2 separate regions of the Zea mays genome follow, and region 1 is linked to region 2. A link is a contact called in public Hi-C data. All regions are on one chromosome and are shown on one strand. Each heading gives the region's core, a stretch centred on a gene start, on an enhancer-like site or on the middle of the called end of the contact. The rest is flanking DNA. Distances are from core to core; before and after follow the strand shown. Region 1 holds the start of LOC103645851 (ubiquitin carboxyl-terminal hydrolase 22). Region 2 holds the start of LOC100280414.

Region 1 (3,790 bases), core at 1,115-3,614, 310 kb after region 2:
ATAGACCCGGATGGTTGACTGTTTGCTTCAAATTAAAGCCGACTATTTGGACTGCTACAACCATAATTTATAGAGATAAAAATATTGTAGAAGCAGTAAAAGCTGGTACGGGATAAAGCCAAGCGAACAACCAATATTGAACAAAGGAGGCGGGAAATGATAGAAGAAATACATTATGCATAAGATCGTGCTTCTGCTGGCTGTTTCATCAAATCCAGCATCCTGCAAAAGAAACTACTCAAACTAGCATGTCCTTGGTCTAGCTGCAAGCTCATGGTCTCCTCCAAGACAGAAGCGACGTGTCTCGCGGTTTCAGCTCCCTGTTCTCTGAGCGCAGTAAAATTTACGGCGGCATCTGAATGCGCTAGCGAGTTCCATGACCCATGAAACTTCACTTAGTACTGGTCGTTGGGTAAGGTCACTGGCGATGGGGAAAATTCATTTGTCATCAACAAGTCCAGCAGCACTTTCGCATGGTCGACGAGTTATGAGTTATCTTACGAGCCTTGCGTGTTATCAATCAGCGCATATCACCACGGAGCTCCAAACCTGCAGATCATGCAGAAAGAGAAATGGAAATATTTAGACTATCTTCTCAGAATAAGTTGCGATAAAAAGTTTGCTGGATTGCCTAGGCCTAGCAAAGCCAGAAAGGAGCAGCTATTCCGATAAGTAGGGCCGGGCTCAGAATGAAATGAGAGTGAGGATATACTTACAACAACAAGCGCCAAATGTCAAAGCCAAAGCATAATAATTGAGTTGAACAGAGGAGGATATACGCTGAAAATCTAGTCTTTTATACTTACAACACAAAAATGAGTGAGGGCCTATGCTCTCATTCCATTACACGTAGATCCGCCTCTGCCGATAAGACCAATATGCTCGAAGAAGAGTGCCGATTGATGTTTTTTTTGTCCTCTTTGTGGAACCAAAAAATGTTTAGCATGCAATGGACTAAAACAGACCTTCTTTGGAATATTGGCCTACACTAACCCACCAGGTAAAGCTTGGCAAAAGTGGCCTAGACCTCTATCTTTGAGCAAGCAGTTTCTTGTTGCAAGCAAATAGCCTTTCATATAACTGGACTGTTGATTTTGGTGATAGATCCGGAAGACCTGCTGATCATCCTTCTTCTCACGACATGACCTTTGTTGTTGTATAAACATTTCGTTTTAAGTCTTAACACAAGTTTTGTGCCCATCTGCAACTTATTCGTGGGACACATCCTAGACCATGTTTGTTTCCTTTGTAGATTATATAGTAGATTATATAATCCAGCTGAAATAAGTTTACAAATTATTAGACCATGTTTGTTTCCTTTGTAGATTATATAATCCAGCTAAAATAAGTTCATAAATTATTAGGTGGATTATATAATCTAGATATATAGATTATGATAATTCATAAGCAGATCATTAACTACTTATATAATTCATAAGCTAGATTATATATAATTTTAGAGGTAAACAAACAGTGCCTTAGAGCGTTTTTTTATTTGCAAAACTGACTTCACATTGGCATATTGTGAAATACTCACTCTGTCTTATTATATAGTTTGTTTTAGGTTTTTTTTGTCCATATTCAAATGAATAACAATAAATCTAGACACATATAATACACATACATCAAATACTGTATGAATTCATTAACACTCTTTCATTCATTAACACTATAAAACAAATACTATTTTAGGAGGAGTTTTAGGAGGAGTATCATTTGATGTGGTCTTTTAACGCTTGTAAATTGGAAATGTCTCTAGAGTCTAGCCTTATATGTCATCTCTAGGCTTGCAAATTCAGATCGAGCCATCTAAAATTTTGAGAATCTCTAGTCATTTTGTGATTCGCTCCTGTCATCGAACCCGATGGAATGGCCAATGGGTATAGATGGCCAATAAGCACGAGGCCCACGAGCCTGGCACGAAGCTCGCTGTTTGGCCCGGTCCGAGCCCATCACGGCCCGGTTCTATGCGGGCCCGAGCTGGCCCGGCACGAATAAGCGGGCCGGGCTCGGACAGGAAACTAGGCTCGGTGGGCTAGCCCGACACGGCCCGTTTACCTCTAAGCACGTTAAACCCGCTTTTTTGCACTAAAACGTGCTTTTCGGCCCGCTTTTTTCGTGCTACCGTTTAGGCCCACTGTGGGTCGGGCTCGGACAGAGAATCAAGCTCACGGGTTTAAAAGGCCCGGCCCCAGTTTTCTAATCGTTCCTCGCGGGCCAGACTTCATCCGACCGGGCCGGGCCGGGCGGCCCATTTGACCATCTTTACCAATAGGCAATGGCATGCGAAGTTCGGTGCCATGCGCCCGTGCCCCAGCAACCCAGCGGATCCCGATATCGCAGTGCTAGTGTGCTACGCGCAGTGAGTGAACCAATACCGTCACGGCGTCACTCATCCGTCCATCCCCGCGACCGCACCGCCACCGCCATCGGACCAGAGTACCAGACCACCACCTCCCCCCGCACCACGCTGCCACACTCCACCGGCCGCACCCCCACCCCGACCCGGCCACCCCGTCACCCGCCGCCGCCGTCCCCACCACAGCACACCCCGGTCCGTCCCCTCCCCTCCCCGATGTCCACCCCGTCCGTGCCACCGCCCTGCCCGCACCTCGCCGCGCACCGCCTGTCCTCACGCCCGCTGCGCTTCCTCCGCCGCTGCCTGCGCGTGCGCCCGCTCGGCCGCCCCGAGATCCGGCGGGACCCGCGCGAGCTCCCGCGCTGCTCGCCCTGCTCCGCCGCGTCCCCGTCCCCCACCTCCCGCCTCTACGCCTGCCTCTCCTGCGCCGCCGTCTTCTGCCCCTCCCACGCCGCCACGCACGCCTCCGCCTCCGCGGGGCCCGGCCACCAGATCGCCGTCGACGTCGACCGCGCCGAGCTCTTCTGCGCCGCCTGCGGGGACCAGGTCTACGATCCCGACTTCGACCACGCCGTCTTCCTCGCCCAGTCCTCCTCGCTTCTCCCCTCCACCTCCACCTCCTCCGCCTCCGCCTCCGCCTCCCCGGCCCTCCGCAAGCGCCGGCGCGTCGATTACCGCGCGTGGGCGCCAGATCCGGCCGAGTTCGCGCTCATGACCTCCGCGGACCCCACCACCTCCGCCTCAGCCTCCGCGCCGGCGGGGCTGCGGGGGCTCAACAACCTCGGCAACACCTGCTTCATGAACTCCGTGCTCCAGGCGCTCCTCCACGCGCCCCCGCTCCGGAACTACTTCCTCGGTGATCGCCACAACCGGTTCCTCTGCCCGCGCCGCACGCCCGTCAGGCACCGCGCCTCAGACGCCGACAGGGTCGCGTGCCTCGCGTGTGATCTCGACGAGATCTACTCCGCGGCCTTCTCCGGGGACCGCACGCCATACAGCCCCGCCAAGTTTCTATATAGGTCTGGACTCTGGATCTCGCGCGCTAATCGCAATGGTTGATGCCATTTCGGGCCTATAGCAGCATGCCTTACTCCTTTCTGCTGGATCCATAGCGTATTGGGAAAGCAAAGTTAATATTTATGGTAGCCAAAATGGGTTCTTGATGAGTTGTAACGTGGGAAAGAGAATCTTGCCTGAGATGTTGGGTTGTATTTCTTGCTTGCAAAGATACATTACAGTGCTATTTGGATTACATGCCTTGTATTTCAACTAGACCATGATCGTGCAGAATTGCAAATGGAACTACTTAATACAAAATGGAATGAACAGAGAATGTGCAACTGAAGAGGGAGGCATTTTTAGCATTATATGTTATTGCAATGCTAGTAGAAAAGGGAGCACAGTGACACGTCTCAATACATGGCAATTGAT
Region 2 (3,474 bases), core at 153-2,652:
AAAATTACATGTATCTTTCTCGCTACATGCTCCGTATAGGAGTATAAATCACCTGCTTCATGTCGTCCTGGTAATCCTCCAGACTGAAATTGATGTCGGCCTCCACGCCGCGGAACTTGATCGCCGCCCGATCGTACGCCCTGAGGTTGGTAGGGAAAAGCAGACAGCCGGATTATTACAATTCGGCGGCGAGACCCGCTGCTATTGGCGGAGAACTTGGCATGGAGTCAGGGTAGAGAGCCAATGGGAATCGAAGACAGAGAGAGAGAAAGAGGCTTTAATTACCGAGCCGCCGCATGAGCGGTGTCAAACCCGCCTGCAAGTCGTCCACAAGCCAAGCCATTTGTGAGGGATCCAGAACCGAAAACGCCTCGGATTGGGGCAGTCACCCACCTCTCTCCCAAGTACGGATGTGTATGCATGGACATGAACGAAACTTACCCAAATAGACCTGCTTGCCGCAATCCCTGCATTGCACAAGCACAAGCAGAGGGCATGGGGGAGTGAGAGAGAGAGAGGAGGAGGAGAGAGAGAGAGGGGACACACAGACAGAGCAAGAGAGAGAGAGAGGGAGCATGGCATGGTAACAGCTCGTAAGAATAAACTTTGATAAGATGTTGCTATGAAAGGCAAAAGCAGCAGAGGCGAGAAATGCCCAAAACAAGAGGAATCCAATCCAATAGAGAACACCCCCCCCCCCCCCCCCCTCCCGGCCTCCCCTCGCGAGCTGAGCTGCTGCTACCTGCTCCGTCTCTCTCCTCGAGCTCCTCGAGAAAGGAAAGGGCGGCGGGCGGCAACGGAACTTACCATATGTGCGACTCCCACCGCCCCGTCCGGCGGTAGAACGTGACGCCGCGGTACTGCGAGCTGCGCGACCGCGGCCCGCGCCGGCTCTTCTTGCCAGCCGCCGCCGCCGCCGCCGCGGGGCCACCGGTTTGCGCGACGCCGTTACTGCCGCCCGCCGCGGGCGGTGGAGCCGCGGCGGCCAGGCGAAGCCAGCCCGCGCGCGCGCTCGACGAGCCGGGCCCGGGCGCCGCGCCGACGGCGGCCGGGGCCGGGAAGAACTGGCGCGTGACGACGGCTTCCGCGGCGGCGGCGGCCGAGTCGTCGTCCGCGTCGTCGGGTATCTCGACCAGCGCGGCCGCCGACGAGGAGGACGCGCCGGAGTCGTCGGCGGACGGGGAAGGCGGGGCGGCCTCGGCGGCCGGCGAGTCGTTAAGGTCCCACATGGCTGCTAGGCGCTGGGCTTCCTTCCTTCCTTACTTCGTACGAGGCTGGTGTGTGTGTGGTGGTGGTGGTGGTGGTCCGGACGTCCAGTTCCCTCCCTGGCTCCCTCCCTCCTCAGGCTCGATCTCCTTCTTGCCTCGCACTCCAACTCGGGTGATGAACGAACAAGAGAAGAGAATAGAGGAGCGAGGTGCGAGAAAAAGGAGGCCAAAAGCAGCCGCTGCTGCCTTGTTGGGGTATGCAAGTACTTTTCTCTTTTGTTATCCCCTTGGCAAAGACTCTTCCAACCTAGGAGAGCTCGGAGCAGAGGAGGCGAAAAGCGCCCGCCCGCCCGCGGGTAGCGGAGCCGGTGGAGGATTGCGTTGTGTTGTGTGTGCCTAGGACTAGGAGGGAGAGGGAGGCGCGCGCGCGCGGGGCCGTGGTGGTGTCTGTTGTGTTGTGTGGTGCGCGCGCGCGGTTATAAAAGGCAGCACCGCACCACATCCATGATCCATCAGCAGCACCTCACTCAGCAAGCCTAGTAAAAACAAAAGCAAAACAAGTGTCATGTTACTCTTATCGCGGCCGCGCAACAACCTAGCTAGCTAGTAGCAGTGATCATTCGCTGGTTCCTTCGTCAAAGCGACCAGATCCGATAGGCGGACACGAACGCCCGTTGGGTGCCCGGTGCTGGTGCTGGTGCCGGCGCCTTCTCCATTTGGGGGCGGCACAGGGTTTGCTCAGCGTAGCCAGCCAGCCTCAGGTTTTTTTTTTTTACTTTTACTTGACCGTCGTGTCGTCTCCCTGCAGCCGTGTCACATGTGGTGACCTGGTGCCGGTGGTCACACTTTGAAAATTGAAACAAGTGTGCTAGCACAAACCTCGGTTTTGAAGGGCATATGTTTCGTGCCATGCCGGAGAGAACCACGACGTGCCAGTAATTGCCTTCTGTCCCACGAGCGACGAGCCGCCCAAAAGATTATGTCTCCACTGAACAGGGAATGGATTTAGCGGTGCGAAATGGACACACGCCTCTCTTTTCTTCTCTTTACTGCAATCGTATCTTCTTCTTCTTCTCCTTCTTGACCAGACAAACATACATGTATGACCGCCGTGTTGATCGAGAACGGCGCTGCCTTTTCTTTTCTCTCCCCCATGCTCACCCAGAGCGTCTGCTCAACGCGTTAATCTGCCAATTTCCAGCTGAGATGACTCCCAAAATTGCTGGAACTCTCTGTCGCCAACTCAAAGCATATATATACATGGGGCATAGAGTTTCACATTAAATTGGTAATCGTGCATTCCTTAATGCTCCCATTCGTTGGTAAGGCACGGCTGCATCAACCAAAAAGCCCTGGCATAGGAAACTGACCAAACACTAGTAGTACTACAATTAGCATCGAGCCATAGCAGTGCATTAAGCCTGGCCATTCAGTGTACCACCAGCTATGCACTAAGCCATCAACTATATGGGTCTGTTTGGTTGGTTTCTCTCGCCAACCTGGCTGTGTGAGCCAGGATCACTGGAGCCTGGCTCTGGAGATGCGACCAATCTGCTCGTATCTGGTGAGCCTGGCCCAAAGTGCTTTAAAGATCGTGCGAGTCTGGATCCAAATCTACATGCAGACAACCAAACACAGAGCTCGCATGCGCATAGCCTGGCTCACAGCAACCAAACAGCAGCTACCCGCATTCCGCGATGCAAGCACGAGCAGATGCAGGCAACCAAACACACCCTATATGTACAAGCCAAATACACGTTCTCATGCTAGCGCTAATGCATCTTTATTTAGCTTGTACCAAATAGTCACACGCACAATTATTTTTTTTTCAAAGGAAAAGAAGAGGGTTGGATCCAACCCAATAATTCATAATCTCTGTCTTAGAATAGTTGTCTCAGTCAAAGTTAAAGAAGGTTGACTACTCAAAAAGTGATAACCACAACTACTATGAGACCCAGGGAGTATCTTTTAGGACCGATTTGTTTACCCTCTAAATTATATAATCCAGCTTAAATAAGTTAAGATGCAAACAAACAACATATGTTATTGGAACATACTAAATAATTTAGGTATCTAGACTATGATAATCCATAAGCAGGGCTTTAGGTGCTTGTTTTAGATTATTGCTTGGTTTTTTATCCACTAATAATTTGTGTAAACAAACATCTCTAATAGGATTATACAAACTAAATTGAATTGTACTCACTCCGTTCTTTTTTATTTGTCACATTTTAGTTCAAAAAATGAACTAGCGGACGACAAATAT

The links. A called contact is a pair of places that touch in the nucleus more often than the background predicts.
Region 1: a Hi-C map of leaf shows a contact between it and region 2, with 2.2 times the contacts expected there. The contact joins the promoter of LOC103645851 here to the promoter of LOC100280414 in region 2. A contact is called at or near these places in 2 of 25 Hi-C or Micro-C datasets (leaf and tassel).

What each region holds. Positions count from the first base shown.
Region 1 is chr2:6,031,596-6,035,385 of Zm-B73-REFERENCE-NAM-5.0, forward strand. It overlaps LOC103645851 (ubiquitin carboxyl-terminal hydrolase 22), which reads left to right and starts at 2,365. Exons shown (of 3, transcript NM_001353358.1): 1 at 2,365-3,378. The coding sequence starts at 2,576.
Region 2 is chr2:5,721,174-5,724,647 of Zm-B73-REFERENCE-NAM-5.0, forward strand. LOC100280414 reads right to left here and starts at 1,403. Exons shown (of 10, transcript NM_001153337.1): 1 at 808-1,403; 2 at 442-467; 3 at 286-316; 4 at 53-140. The coding sequence starts at 1,229.